2 separate regions of the Triticum aestivum genome follow, and region 1 is linked to region 2. The links are chromatin contacts, called in public Hi-C maps. All regions are on one chromosome and are shown on one strand. Each heading gives the region's core, a stretch centred on a gene start, on an enhancer-like site or on the middle of the called end of the contact. The rest is flanking DNA. Distances are from core to core; before and after follow the strand shown.

The links. Hi-C and Micro-C count contacts between places; a contact is called where the count stands out from the background.
Region 1: a contact with region 2 is called in a Hi-C map of leaf, with 4 times the contacts expected there. The contact joins the promoter of LOC123165078 here to the enhancer-like site in region 2. A contact is called at or near these places in 4 of 5 Hi-C or Micro-C datasets (leaf, root and an unstated tissue).

The regions. Positions count from the first base shown.
Region 1 is chr7D:614,029,688-614,036,607 of IWGSC CS RefSeq v2.1, reverse strand. LOC123165078 (amino acid transporter AVT6E) reads right to left here and starts at 1,251. Exons shown (of 1, transcript XM_044582705.1): 1 at 1-1,251. The coding sequence starts at 792. LOC123166925 (protein OS-9 homolog) reads right to left here. Exons shown (of 8, transcript XM_044584750.1): 4 at 6,887-6,920; 5 at 6,405-6,517; 6 at 6,238-6,304; 7 at 5,998-6,104; 8 at 5,471-5,890. The coding sequence ends at 5,725.
Region 2 is chr7D:613,813,316-613,820,109 of IWGSC CS RefSeq v2.1, reverse strand. No RefSeq gene overlaps it. Among protein-coding and RNA genes, the nearest start is that of LOC123164555, 17 kb to the right of the region's middle. Within about 2 kb of position 3,334, at least 7 of the 8 cell types and tissues checked have an H3K27ac peak or open chromatin away from gene starts, as enhancers often do. A contact at or near this core is called in leaf and root, where this site is marked.

The sequences.
Region 1 (6,920 bases), core at 2-2,501, 220 kb before region 2:
CCCCATCCTCGGCGCGGCAAGCTTGCCCTCCACGAGCTTCACCGCCGCGATCATGCACGAGACGGCCACAAAAACAACGGCGAGCCCGACCGACGCGGCAGACGACAGGCTCAGCGAGTCGATCTTCTCGAGCGCGCACAGCGGGGCGAGGAACACCACCAGAACAAACAGGATGAGCAGCCTGCGGTTGTCCCACTCGCCGTGGCCGACGAGCTGGTCCATGACGCCCATGTGCTTGAGCGAGCCGGACATGACGTCCCCGATGATGATGAGGTAGACGACGAGGATCCCGGCGTTGTTGACGACGATGCAGAGCTGCGCGACGACGCTGGCGGGGCGGCCGAGCGCGCGGTGCACGAGCTCGCCGTAGGAGAGCGCGCGGCAGCGCACCGCGAACCGGACGAGCAGCTCGATGGTGACCTCGGAGAGAACGCCCATGACGAGGATGGAGACGAGGCCCACGGCCACGCCGAGGACCTTCATGGTGGCCGGCAGCGCCATGATGCCCGCCCCGATGATGGAGGTCGCGAGGTTGAACACCGCGCCGGAGACGCCCGAGCCCTCCGGGGGACCCGCCGGGCCGTCGTCGCCGATGAGCGGCAGTGAGTCGTGCTCGCCGGGGGTGGCATCGGCGTCGTCGTCCTCGACCTCGCCCAGGAACGAGTCCTGCTTGGTGAGCTTGGCGTGGCCGTTGGCGGAGGCGCCGGATTTGGGCGGCGGAGGAGGGTGGGCGGACTGCAGCTCGATGGCGGTGGCGGTCAGCGGGAGCGCCGAGTAGTTGGAGTTCACCATGGTCCCCGGCGCGCCCGCCCGAGGCGGATCGACGGACTGGAAGGCGGCAAAGAAATCCTTCCGCCGCAGCCAAGATTAGGGGTAAAAAAATGGAGATTCACGCCCAATCTAGCGCTCCTCCAGGAACACCGGACCGCGCTCGATCGGGGCGAAGATCCCGGCCCCCGCCGTCCCAGCCGGAGAGACCTCACGTGGACCCGGCCGGCATTGGCGAACGCCGCCCGCCGCCGCGCAGGGAAATCTCGGTTCTTCCTGGCGAGATTTGGGCGGGCGGAGCCGGGAAGATCCGCCTGCTTCGTTAGCGCCGAGATCGGAGCGTCAGATTCAGGGCGGGAGGCAAGAGGATGGTAGGCGGATTGGTGGATTGCTTGGGATCGAGGGGAGGAGATCTGAGCTCTCCGTCCGTCCCTCCCCTGTTCTTGCCTCCCTTTCTTCAGGGAAGGAAGGAAGAGTATGCATTGCCAGGCAGCGCTACGGGTCGATTTACGTTCATTCCTACTCGTAAAGTTGGGCGCACCAACCACGTGGGACCCGTGCCTCACTGGCAGGTGGGGACAGCGGGTCCGTCTGCTGCTACTGTAGCACGCGGGTAGGAGGGTAGACCGTAGACGTAGACGTAGAGGCACTCTCTTCTGTCGCCCGGGGCTGGGCACGTGGGAAGCGCCGGCCGAGCACATCTCCCCCCGATCCGATTGTCCGCCGGTCACCGACGGGTGGGGCCCGCGCGGTGGCTGCTGTCTCCTTACGTGGCCTCCTTCGCTATTTTAACCTTGTCAGAAAACTTCAGCACACAATGAACTCCTCGGAAATTTATTTCACGATCTGATCTTTTTTTATAACGCCATAAGCCGTGGCGTTTCCGCTCCATTTGCAACCGTCGAACTAGCCTGCGTTGCTCCTCTTCATAAATAAATAAGTGGCAGATGTGAACGAGCTACTTCAAACGCCACTTTCATATCTGGGCAGCAACACCGCATCCTTTGGTGTTTCCAGCAACGCCGCACACGCTGGCGTTTCTGCCCTGCCACGTAGCATCTCGACCAGGCCGGTAACGCGGATGGGTTTGGCGTTTTCATGTAGTGCAGCAACGCCACAGGCCGTGTCGTTTTTGAAAAGGGTCAGATCGTGAAATAATTTTGTATGGAGTTCATTTTGTGCTAAAGTTTTCCCGCAAGGTCAGAACATTGGAAAAGGCCCCTCCTCCCATCTTGCGTCGTGGGCCCATCTGTCAGTGTCGCGGTCCATCGCCCCGATATGCATTTCAGCGGCAATTCACCCGAATTTCTCAAAAAGGATTTTGCTACGCTTATTCTTCTACGGGGATCATATTTTGGTGAAACCTTCAGTATAATTGCTGCTTTGGAATAGAGAAATGGTTCCTCCGCAAAAAAAGGGAGAGAAATGGTTGAAAAAGTTTGCCTAGGAGAATAAAAGATAATCTCCCACCCGAGGGGACGAATTTCTAGGTCATACGTTTTCAAAATTTTAAGCACAATGTTTATAGAAGGCGGAGACAAATTACAAGAAAACTCCCCATTGCAAACAACAAGCGTAGCACAGGCTCCACACCAATGTCGTCCGAAGACAAGCCACCGCACACATCACAACTATAACACGAGGTGCCTACTCTAAGCCGAAAGACAAAGCCATGTCTTGGCCAACACCGGACGCCCTTGATCAGTGCGCCATCCACCCATGTTTGATTGCATAAAAGCGGTTGGCAAGTAGGTGACGAGACTTGGTCGGTCTCGAGAAAGGCATCGTCTTGGCTGCACCAACACAACATATGTAGCACCCCTGAAGCTCAACCTGGGATATTAACGAGCACCAAAGGATCGCAACACAGGACCTCCACTCCCAAGAGGAACGACGTCGAGAACGCCCCATCGCCGATTCGAAACTGAACCTAACCTTTCGTCCGAAGACAACAACCAAGCACCAATGCGAGGGAGGGAGATGCCGACACACCAACCACGTGGGGCCCGTGCGCGTTCGACCTCACTGGCAGGTGGGGTACAGAGGGTCCGGGGGCTGCTACTGTAGCACGCGGGTAGGAGGGTAGACCGTAGACGTAGAGGCATTCTCTTCTGGGGAAGGCACGTGGGAAGCGCCGGCCGAGCACATCTCTCCCGATCCGATTGTCCGCCTGTCACCGACAGATGAGCCCGCATTGACATCATACGCTCTACTGAAATAGATTTCGCGAAAAACCAACCATATCCGATCTTGGTTGGCCTTTCACCCCTAACCGCAAGTCATCCCCGTATTTTGCCACATACGTGGGTTCGGTCCTCCAAGGCCTGTTAGAGCTCTCTTCAACCTGATCATGGCTAGATTGATCGGTTTCGGAGTACACTTGAAGGATATGGCTAAGAAATACTTTTCTTTCCAGATGTTCTTCGCGTACGGTAGCATACTGTCGCAGAGAGCACTTTAATTGTTTATTGGCTGTAGAAAAAACAATTCTCGGGTTACCTATCAATCAGCAGGGCTACGGGTACGTGCTAGTGGACGTGGCAGCGGAGCCAAGTAGTCTACACGTACACAGATATCTTATCATGTTCGGTTTGATCTGACCACGAAATAGACAAACTATGCTCATCAGATTCATTGAACGATTTCTGGTTGACCAAGCGCCGCTCGAAGCTTCCGAATTCCCTTTCGTAACAAATTAAAAAAACAACTACTCCCTCCGTCTTTTCGAAAAAAAAAGAAAAGAAGGAAAACTACTCCCTCCATCTATCAAATCAGCGGCACTTATTTTGAAACTGAGCGAGTACTGTATATTAAGCACTTCATTTTGTTTGGCTAGATTGCGAGAAGGTTGCAACCCACCCTCAAAGCCTTTCTTCATCTCGCAAAAGAAAAAAAAAACATGGGTGCAGCTTTTCCAGATTTACTCCACTGCTACAACCACTGTATTATCTAAGCCCTGAACCACATGCTGTGTTCTTGGGCTTTGCATCCAAAGGTGAAGCTGTCAAGAGAATGGAAGCAAGTAGTGCCACCGTTGCTCACAAGATGATTCTTCACTTCAGAGGAATCTCTCTACCATGTGAATAAGAGTTGTTTACAAGCACAGCCTCCCAAGATCGCTGCATACTCTTCCATAAACATCTGCCTGGTTGTCTCCTTTACTAAATCATACTTCCTCCGTCCCAAAATAAATGTCTTAACCTTAATACAATTTTATACTAAAGCTAGTGCAAAGTTGAGACACTTATTTTTGAGACGGAGGGAGTATGTAGTACTATAGTACAGCCTGACTGATGCTATGTAGAAGAACACTGTTAAGCTGCAATTGCAACAACCGGTAAAATAACCGGTTGGCGTTTCATTATGAGCAAAATAACATTATTTTGCACCAACACTGCCATATATCCTAAACAACAGCTTAACAGTGTTCCTCTACATAACATTAGTCAGGATGTACTATATAATAATTGGGTAAATGATATATTTGGGGTTCAGTGGCGAAGCTTCCGACACTGCTAGCATTTGCTTCAAACGTTTATAGAAGAAAAATGTGCTGGACATATTTCATGTGAGTTTCGTGTCGCATTATACTATGCAGTCTTTGAAAATTTTGTAGCTATAATTTAATTTCCAATGGGATAAAGGGGGCAGCCCGGTGCATGTAGCTCCCGCTTGCGCAGGGTCCGGGGAAGGGTCCGACCACTTTGGGTCTATAGTACGCAGCCTTTCCCTACATTTCTGTAATTTTTAATGGGATGAACTAGTATAATTAAATCTACATTTACATCATGCATATATGACTCTGAACTTACATGTTTACGTGTTATAATGCGGTATATTGATATTCATGCATACTTCACATATCAAAGCTTCTACCAGTAGAAAGTAGAGAGACTGCTCTGAAGTGAAGACCATCTTGTGAGCAAAGATACTACTTACTTCTGAGTGCAGATCTTTCGATGACCTGGCCATTCTTTTGACAACTTCACCTCTGGATGCTAAGCCCAAGAACAAGTTCAAAGCTTAGAAATAGAAGCAGCCTCTCTGGGAAATCTCCACCCATGTTACATCACAATAGTGATGAAGAGAGGCCCCAGGGTGCAAGTCAAGGCGATCTGGTGGTCAAACAAGGCGAAATGCTTATATCACATGTTTTTCGTTCTTATAAACAAGGCTTTGATTGACAGTTATCATTTTCATTAGCGTACGACCGACGTGTGTGGTACATAAAACTCATGCTATCAAAATTTGTGTCCACAAAATGCTTATGATACTGGGTTGCATAGCATAAGCCAGTGACTATGCCAAGCACCTCGCCTCCTTTGACTAGCAGATTGCCTTGAATCCCACCCTCTGGCCTTATTTTCTTCAGCACGGTGTACTAACATGGGTGGAGATCTGCCAGAGATAGTCGTCGTCGTCCGCTTATATTTTCTAAGCCCCAAACCACATGCTCCTTGTCCTTGAGCTTGGTATCGAAATTCGAAAAGGTTGAAGCTATCAAAAGAATGGTCAGGGCAAAGGCATCCTAACATCTGCACTCGAAAGCAAGCGCTACCTTCGCTCACAAGATGGCCCTTTGCTTCATGGCAATCTCTCTACTTGCAAATAGCGTAGCAAGCACAACCTCTCAAGATCACTGCACTGTTTTTATGAACATTTCAAGAGGAAAATTGTTGGTGATGTGTCTAAAGCCTGCCACTGAATCTCAAATACCCCCTTTACTAAATTATATACCACTACAGTACAGCAGGACACTCTTTGCCCTTAATCTTCCTCTAAGGTAATCTCAAGCTGTTTCAGTAATGGATATCTGCTCAAAGAGTACCCTGTAACCACTAGTTGGCGTCAGACAGAACAAGCCAGGGGATAGTTATACTATGTTGCCAACTTGCTGTTGTACTTCCAAAATAACGGCATCTTTCATCAGCTGAGGGCACCGTGATTGGCGGGCAATCAGGTAGCGTAAGCTGCGTAGTTATGCAATTCGTCGGGGTTTGGAACGATGGACATCTGAGCTTCTTTTGGGAGAGAGTCGTCGTCCTCGGCGGCCTCAGCTTCTGCTTCCGCAAGCGACTCGTTGCAGTGGATGAAGAAGGTGCGCTTTTCCTGCTGAAACAACCTGCAAGCAGAACAAGGTAAATGAGTTCAGATCGTAGAACAATAAGAGACTGTCAACAGAAGAAGAAGAAGAAGAAGAAGAAGAAGAAGAAGAAAGATGGTGCTTACGGGTTCTTGCAGAGCATTGGGCTTTGGACAGTTAAAACATACTTGCAGGAAGATATCTCCTTTATCGAACTGATCAGTACAGTGGGCTCGGAACAAACAAACCTAACCTGTAGGAAGAAGGCAGGGTGTGTACAGTCAAATAAACTACTCAATAGGACGACACCATAGTAATCAAACCGCTTCAAGTTAGAACCACAGCCACAAAGATTACAATAGTACTTTCCTATTTTATTTTCTTACCTCTGTGTACCGTGGTATATCTGTGAGATCACACACAGTCCCGTTTGTGTACACGTGGACATGATACCTGCAATGGCACGGAAACATCAAACATTCATTCAAGAGGGTTCTGCTTCCAGATGTAGTTTATTGTTCGTATCCTTCTTTCTAAATTTCTAGCTTAATACCTCTTAGAAGTATCTTTCACGTGGTCCTCATCAGCAGATTCGGAGGTGTGATTGTCATGGTAAGCATCGGTTGCATCAGGGTCATATTCACCTAGAACATACTCTTGGATAACCTGTAAGAAAAGATATACACTCAATAAAGCAACTCAGAACTCAAAAGTGGTAACAACTACGGCATGCAAAGCATGACAATATGTGACTGAAGCCATAGTAATACTATTGGTGCTCAAAAGCTGTACCAACTACGACATGCATACAGGACACTGTGAAAGCATGAAGATACATAATTGAAGCTGTATTATACTATTTGAGAAAAAAAATGTTTGCTTCTTTCACAATGTAAATGAGTTCAGTTCTGGTCTCTCCTCTTAAAGCTAGCAATATTTGTACCGAAACAATTCAGAATTAGTTTTTGTGTAGGGTAGAAAGATTAACATAAGCACAATCTATTTACTATGACCCTCACCAAGAAAATGGCTTACCTTCTCATTCTCTACATGAACCTGTCGGATTTTC
Region 2 (6,794 bases), core at 2,085-4,584:
CACACAACGATTGATTTGGGCCGACCCATTGCATAGATTCCACGTTCCTATTTTTGCTTCCTACTCAGTTTTTTCGGTTTTAGGAAAGGTTCCTGAGTCGGGTTCTATTTTTTGTTTTCCTTTTTCTTTTTAGTTTTCAGCTTTTGCCTTTTCCTTTATTCATGTTTCCTTTTTTGTTTTTCTCTCCTTTTCCTTTTTCCTTTTTTTCTTTGTTATTTTTGTTTCATTTTTTCTTTGTCAAGCTTATTTTATTTTATTTTCAAAAAGTGATTGGAAATTTCAAAAACTTGTTCTTGTCTTTCAAAATTTTGAATAATGTCCGCATATTCGATTTTTTGGAATGTTAATAATTGTTCACGGTTTTCTAATAGGAAAAGTCTCCAATTCAACCGGCTGATTATAATGCTGGTGTCCGCCGCCTGCTGCACCGTCTGATGGCCGCTTGATTCAGTAGTGCTACGGCATGGAGCGTGTTGTTTGCCTGTTCTTTTCACGTGCGTGGTCCCTTGGGCATAGCTAGTTTAACGGAAATGCTTGGTTTCAGCAGGTGGCTCTCTCGTGTGCGTCCGCCTCGTCCTTTGCGACATGTGTCCTGCATGGTCCATCCAGGAATATTTCTCATGGCTCTGTGCGACATCTGTTTTCTGCAATATTATCTATGTTGCAAAAGTTTCTTCCACAACAACACTCATGTTGCACAAAAATGAAGACTATTTTCTTTTGCAACTTGACCGGTGGAAGCTACCCGTGTCTGATCGTGCTGACATGTTTCTGCAACAACGACAGAGTTGCAAAACAGCGTCGACAACAGCGGTACTGCTATGACATCATATTTGATTGCAAAAGATCCTGCAACATCATTCATGTTGCAAAAGTCATTTTCTCAACATCATCTATGTTGCAGAAAGTGAAGACAAGGAAAAAATTCTGCAACACAACCTTTGCTACAAATGTTTCTGCAACATGAGCTTTGTTGCAGAGAGTTCTGCAACATCATTTTTGTTGCAATGATGAGGATGGGCTTTTAAAAAAAAATCCACTGGTTGATCACGCGTACACTTCCGCCGTGTGCGCAATCGTCCGATATGAGCTTGATCAGTCGACGCACAACTGGCCAGGACCTTCACCACTGGACGTGTGCCTGTGCCACTTACAGTTTTTCTGTAATATTATCTGTGTTGCAGAAGTCCTTCCGCAAAAACATCCATGTTTCAAAGAAAATAAGACAAAAAAAATTCTGTAACATCATCGGTGTTGCATAAGTCCTTCCACAATAACATCTCTGTTGGCAAAAAGTTAAGATAAAAAATTATGTAATAGAACCTCTGTTGCAAATTTTTCTGCAACAAGAGGTCTATTGCAATGGTGAGGAAGGGGCCGGCCGCTGGATGGCCCCGATTAAACGGATGCGGAGGCGGCAGATCTTTTAAAAAGGATCCACCGACCGACGCGTAGCGTCGCCCTTTCTAATAGGGTTCAGGATTTTCAAAAAATGTTCAAAACTAAATAAATGTTCATGTTTTCCTATTTTCATAATTTCAAAAAATATTGCGTTTTTCAAAAAAATTACCAAATTCAAAACTTATTTACGTTTTCTGAAAACCTATTCGTGTTTTTAAAAATTGTTCGGAGTTTGAAAAAATGTTTCCATTTTCCGAAACTTGTCAAACTTATAAAATATTCACATTCTAAAAATTTGTTCAACAGTTCAAAAAAGTCATATTTTAGGTCATTGCTTATGTTTTCAAAAATTGTTCGGAATTTGAAAATGTCCTGTTTTTCAAATTTTTTAAAATTTAAAAATGTACCTGTTTTTAAAATTAGTGCACACATTAAAACCTGTTCATATATTTGCTAAACTTGTTTTGCTTTTCAAAACTTATTCCTATTTTTTTAAAAATATTAAGAATTTTCAAGAATTGTTTGCAAAACGGAAAACATCGGAGCTGCAAATATAGGTAGTTTTAAATAATTCGCACTGCATATTTGCAGTAATGGCTAGCTGCTTGCGTTCACCAGAGAGAGGGTCCCGAGTTTGATTCATGGCTAAGGCGAATCCTATTTGGCGCTGCAGGCGCCCGTTAACGGCCCGTATAGTATTTTACCAACGCAAAAAAGTATGCCACAACACGGTCTCGAACCCACAACCTACTGGCTGCAAGCGCTTCGTTCCAACAACCAGGCTACTATCCAAGTTGAACGGTTGTTCTCTTTTTTTCTACTTCATTAGTTCAGTTCGCTTTTTTCCTTTATCTTTTACGCTTTTTCCTTATCTTTTTCTGTTTCTTCTTTTTTTCATTAATGCGCGCGTTTCTAAAATCCCTGAACCTTTTTTATAAATTGATAAACTTTTTTCAAATTCAATGAACCTTTTTCAAATCGGATAAACTCTTTTTAAAATTCGATGAACTTTTTTTTTAGTTTGATGAACTTTTTACAAATTCAATGAACTTTTTTAACAATTCGATCAACTATTTTAAAATCTGATGAACTCTTTTGAAAAGTTGATGTACTTTTTTAAAATTCAATGAAATTTTTGCAAATTCAATGAACTATTTCCAAATTCGATGAACTCTTTTGAAATGTTAATGAACTTTTTTAAATTCGATGAACTTTTTGCAAATCCAGCAAACTTTTTTCCAAATTTGATGAACTCTTTTCAAAAGTTGATGAACTCTTTTTAAATTCGATGAACTTTTTGCACATTCAGTGAACTTTGTTCCAAATTCGATGAACTTTTTTCAAACTCGTGGTCATTTTTCATTGTTGTGCACTGTTTTTTAAAAATTAGTGCACTTTTGATTTCCATTTCATGCACTTATTTGAATACATGAACCCTTTTTACATGAGCCAACTTTTTTATGCATGTTCGTCAACTTTCTAAATTTGTTCACATTTTTTCCATACATTCACGTTTTTCATTAATGTTTTCAAATAAGTCAAAATCTAAGCGAAGTAGCGCTGGTACATTGGTTCTTAAATCAACTTGCGCTGAAGTGAATCGCTAGCAGCCTCTATGTGTACCGGTTTGCCAAACTCGAAGTCGTGCGTGAGGTCGTGAGTTCGATTCACAGAGAGCCTCTTTTTTGGATGTCTTTTCGCGCAATTATGCATTTTTTTCTGCGTGCGTGTTGTGGGCCGACCCATCAGGCGCTGCCGCAGGCGCCAGATGCCTTCGGCGGCGCTGAAGGCGCCGAATAGGTGCTCCCCGTGGCTAACGCTCCACTTTTTTGCAATTTTTACACCACTGGCTGCTCCTTCGTGGACCGGCCCAGCCGAGGGAGTCTCTGTGCGAAGCCCCACGAATCTGCCGCTTAATGCGACACATAGGAGCTTCCGTTGTGTATATCGCTTCCGGTTCTACGCAGCCGCACAAATCTTGCATGGGCCTGGGTCAGTTGTGAAGATGCGGCCCACTCTGCGTGTTCAGTGGACCAGGTCGGAGATGAGATTAGGCTTGTTTCTAGGCCGGCTCAATCTAGCCAGCCCTTTTCTTTTCAAATTAGTAACTGCACCTTTTCTTTTCAAACTAGTACTAGTAGTTTCTTTGTTCTAAAAAAATGACTAGTTTCATTAGATGAATTAGCAACTATTCCTCCTGTGACTGGAACATCTATTGTGTATTCCTAAATAATTCAATTATTATTTTCCTTTTTTTTGTATTACAACTATTTTCGTCATAATAGAATCTACTTTCCGCCTGGCACAAGTTGCAACACACATATTGCATAAAGATAGAACCAACGAATCTAAGATCAGTGAACCAATAACATTAAGAAAAAGAACATTTAGAATCCCCAGCTTTATTACCATATTTTCTTTGGATTTTTTTAGAATATATATTTTTTGTGGCTTTTGATGTTAGCTTGATTATCAGTTCATTTTTGTAATCCTGAATCCTGAGAATGAAAAGGCTGCCTTTGTGGTTAATTGTGGAAAGAGGAAATACATGACAAGAAAGGCTAAAATCAGGGTACGGTATGAAGAAGAAAAGTACACTTAATTATAGTGAGGTTGTCCACAGAACTAATACTAGAGCCACGTCAAACTATGGCATTTTTAACAAGGGTCATACACCTGCCGCAACTCTAGCTAGTGAGACAGGACAGACACTGCACGGCGGTGTTCTCCACACTAGCACCTTCCTCCTCGTCGTCTTCCCGCCGTGCCGCCGCAGGCGATAAAGAGCGCGCAGAGAAAGCAGCCTGCGAGGAACGAGACCAGCACGCAGAGGAGCCCGACCCTGGTGACATGAATGTAGTAGTAGTACGGGGCTGCGGCCGGGCCCTGCTGCTGGTCGGCTGGTGGTTGCTGAAGAATCGCCGAGGCCGCGGCGGCGTTTGGAGTCCCGGTGCCGCTGCAGGCGAAGGTGGCGGCTGGAGAAATGCTAGAGCTGCAGGGGTAGCAGGTGGAGGGCTCGGCCGGCGACGACGGAGACGGCGATGCACAGGATCGCCGCTGGCTGCCGCGCCATTGTCGATCAAGAAGCAGCGAACGGACGAGATAGCTAGCACCTGCAGAGAGTGTGGTACTGTGGCGCCGAATAGATCAAGCACGCCGTGGAAGGTTTATATGGTGCCGTGGTGTCGCCGATATCGTCTACATAGTGCATGTGGGAGGGTGCTCAATATATAGTGGCAGCACGCGTAGCCAATTGGCCTTTCGTGTGCTCGATCGGCCGCGCGCGTAAGTGTTGCTGATTTGTTTAGCGCACTTTTGGCTTAACCCGGCCGCCCGCTCTTATTGATTCTTCTCTCTTCGATTCGTGGACTGATAGTCACCGAGCGGGTCTGCTCTCTTCAGTAGTTGACACTAAAATGGTTCCAGGACTTCCCAAGGGGCAAGACAGTATTACGTATTATACTAGTTAGGAATATACTCTATCCCAATCCCATCCGAAGTGGTTGGCAGGAAGGCTGTGTTTTCCATGCTTGGGATAGGGCGGGCGCATGCAGGCAGATACTCGATCCGTCCTGGCTAGCTAGCGTATATGCACACGTCATCAGCTGACGATACATACCTTTCCATGCACCTCTAGCCGTTGCTGCCAGTACAGGTAATGTATTTCATCGTCGGACTTTGCACACATGTAAAATACATCCATATGAACATGCATGTATGCTTTTTTCAGAATTTTTGAAACTTAAAAAAAGTGATTTTTAAATTTCTAAAAGAACGACCTTGATGCAGCTCGTCCGCCAACATGCCCTACTCCATTTTCTTCTTCTAGGGAAACAAACAGAAAGTGACACTCGGTTCACTTGCTATCCCTCATGTTAAAATATATTGTCCAACCTCTCTCATTTAGTATGGAGTAACAGGTTGGAACATGAATTCAACATAGTATCAGAGCCAAGAGGTTTTGAGTTCATAACTCTGCCAAACACAGTATTAAAAACAATGTGTCCTACATCGATCTCATGTCTAAGGACTAAAAAACCTAAGATGTGAGGGGGAGGGGTTGAAATATATTGCCCCGCCTTCTTTTTAGACTGAAGGAGGCACCCAATATATGAGAACAAAATATGTTATTTAGATTGAAGGAGGCACCCAATATATGAGAACAAAATATGTTATTTAGACTGAAGGAGGCACCCAACCTTGAACATTGCACCAAATAACCAATGCATGCATTAGATACTTAGGTTTTTCATAACAAAACCCATTGAATAATATGCACCTGCAACTTGCTTCCCTTTCCCATTACTCTTTCTCCCTCACGTGCCATGCATTACACCCTCTATGTGCAAGGAAAAATCAAACAATTTGCACTAGTCATTCCTCAATGCATTTCACAGCTCCCCTTCACATCTCTGTTGTTCGCGACCAATACATTTTATGAAGAAGAAACAGTCTTCTCCTCAACTAACTTATCATTGGCGCGCGTCAACCACCGCCGTGGTCGTACACACGTGCTTGCAACCTAGGCCGTGTTGCAGACAACCGAGTGACATGAGGCATGTTGTGGTGGGTAACGCGGCCGACAACGAAGGGCTTTGTTGATGTTGCAATGGTTAGATGGATGGTGAGCGAGTGTTTGCAACATGGGGCACGTTACAATCTCCCAAGCGCAACATGGGGCCCATTACGGTAGTTAGATAGCCGAGCACAACGTCAAGGCGCGGCCATCAACAAAGGGATTTCTTGCGCCGGTAACATGGGGCACATTACAATCTCCTGAGCGAAACATGGGGTGCATTGCAGTGGGCAATATGGGCCGTGTTATAAACAGGCTAGGGCAACGTCAAGACGCGACCACCATTGAAGGGCTTTGTTGCGGCGGCAACATAAGACACATTGGAATCTCCTGAGCGCAACATGAGGCACATTACGCCCACTGGACCGTGTTGCATACAACCGAGTGAACGTTAAGACGAGAGTGCCATAGAAGGGATTTGTTGCGGTGGGACCATAATACACGCTGCAATCACTTGAGCGCAACATGGGGCACATTACGGTGGGCAATGTGGTGCGTGTTGCAGAGAACCGAGGGAAAAGGGATTTGTGGCGGCAACATGGGGCACATTGCAATCACCTAAGCGAAACATGGGACACATTACAGTGGGCAATTAACATAGGTCGTGTTAGAAACAGTAGAGCGCAACGTCAAGACGCGGCCACCATTGAAGGGATTTGTTGCGGCAGCAACATAAGACACGCTGCAATCACCTGAGCACAACATGGGGCACATTACGGTGGGCAACATGGTGCGTGTTGCAGACAACTGAGCGACCATCAAGACGCGACCATCAACAAAGGGATTTGTTGCGGCGGCAACATGGGGCACGTTGCAA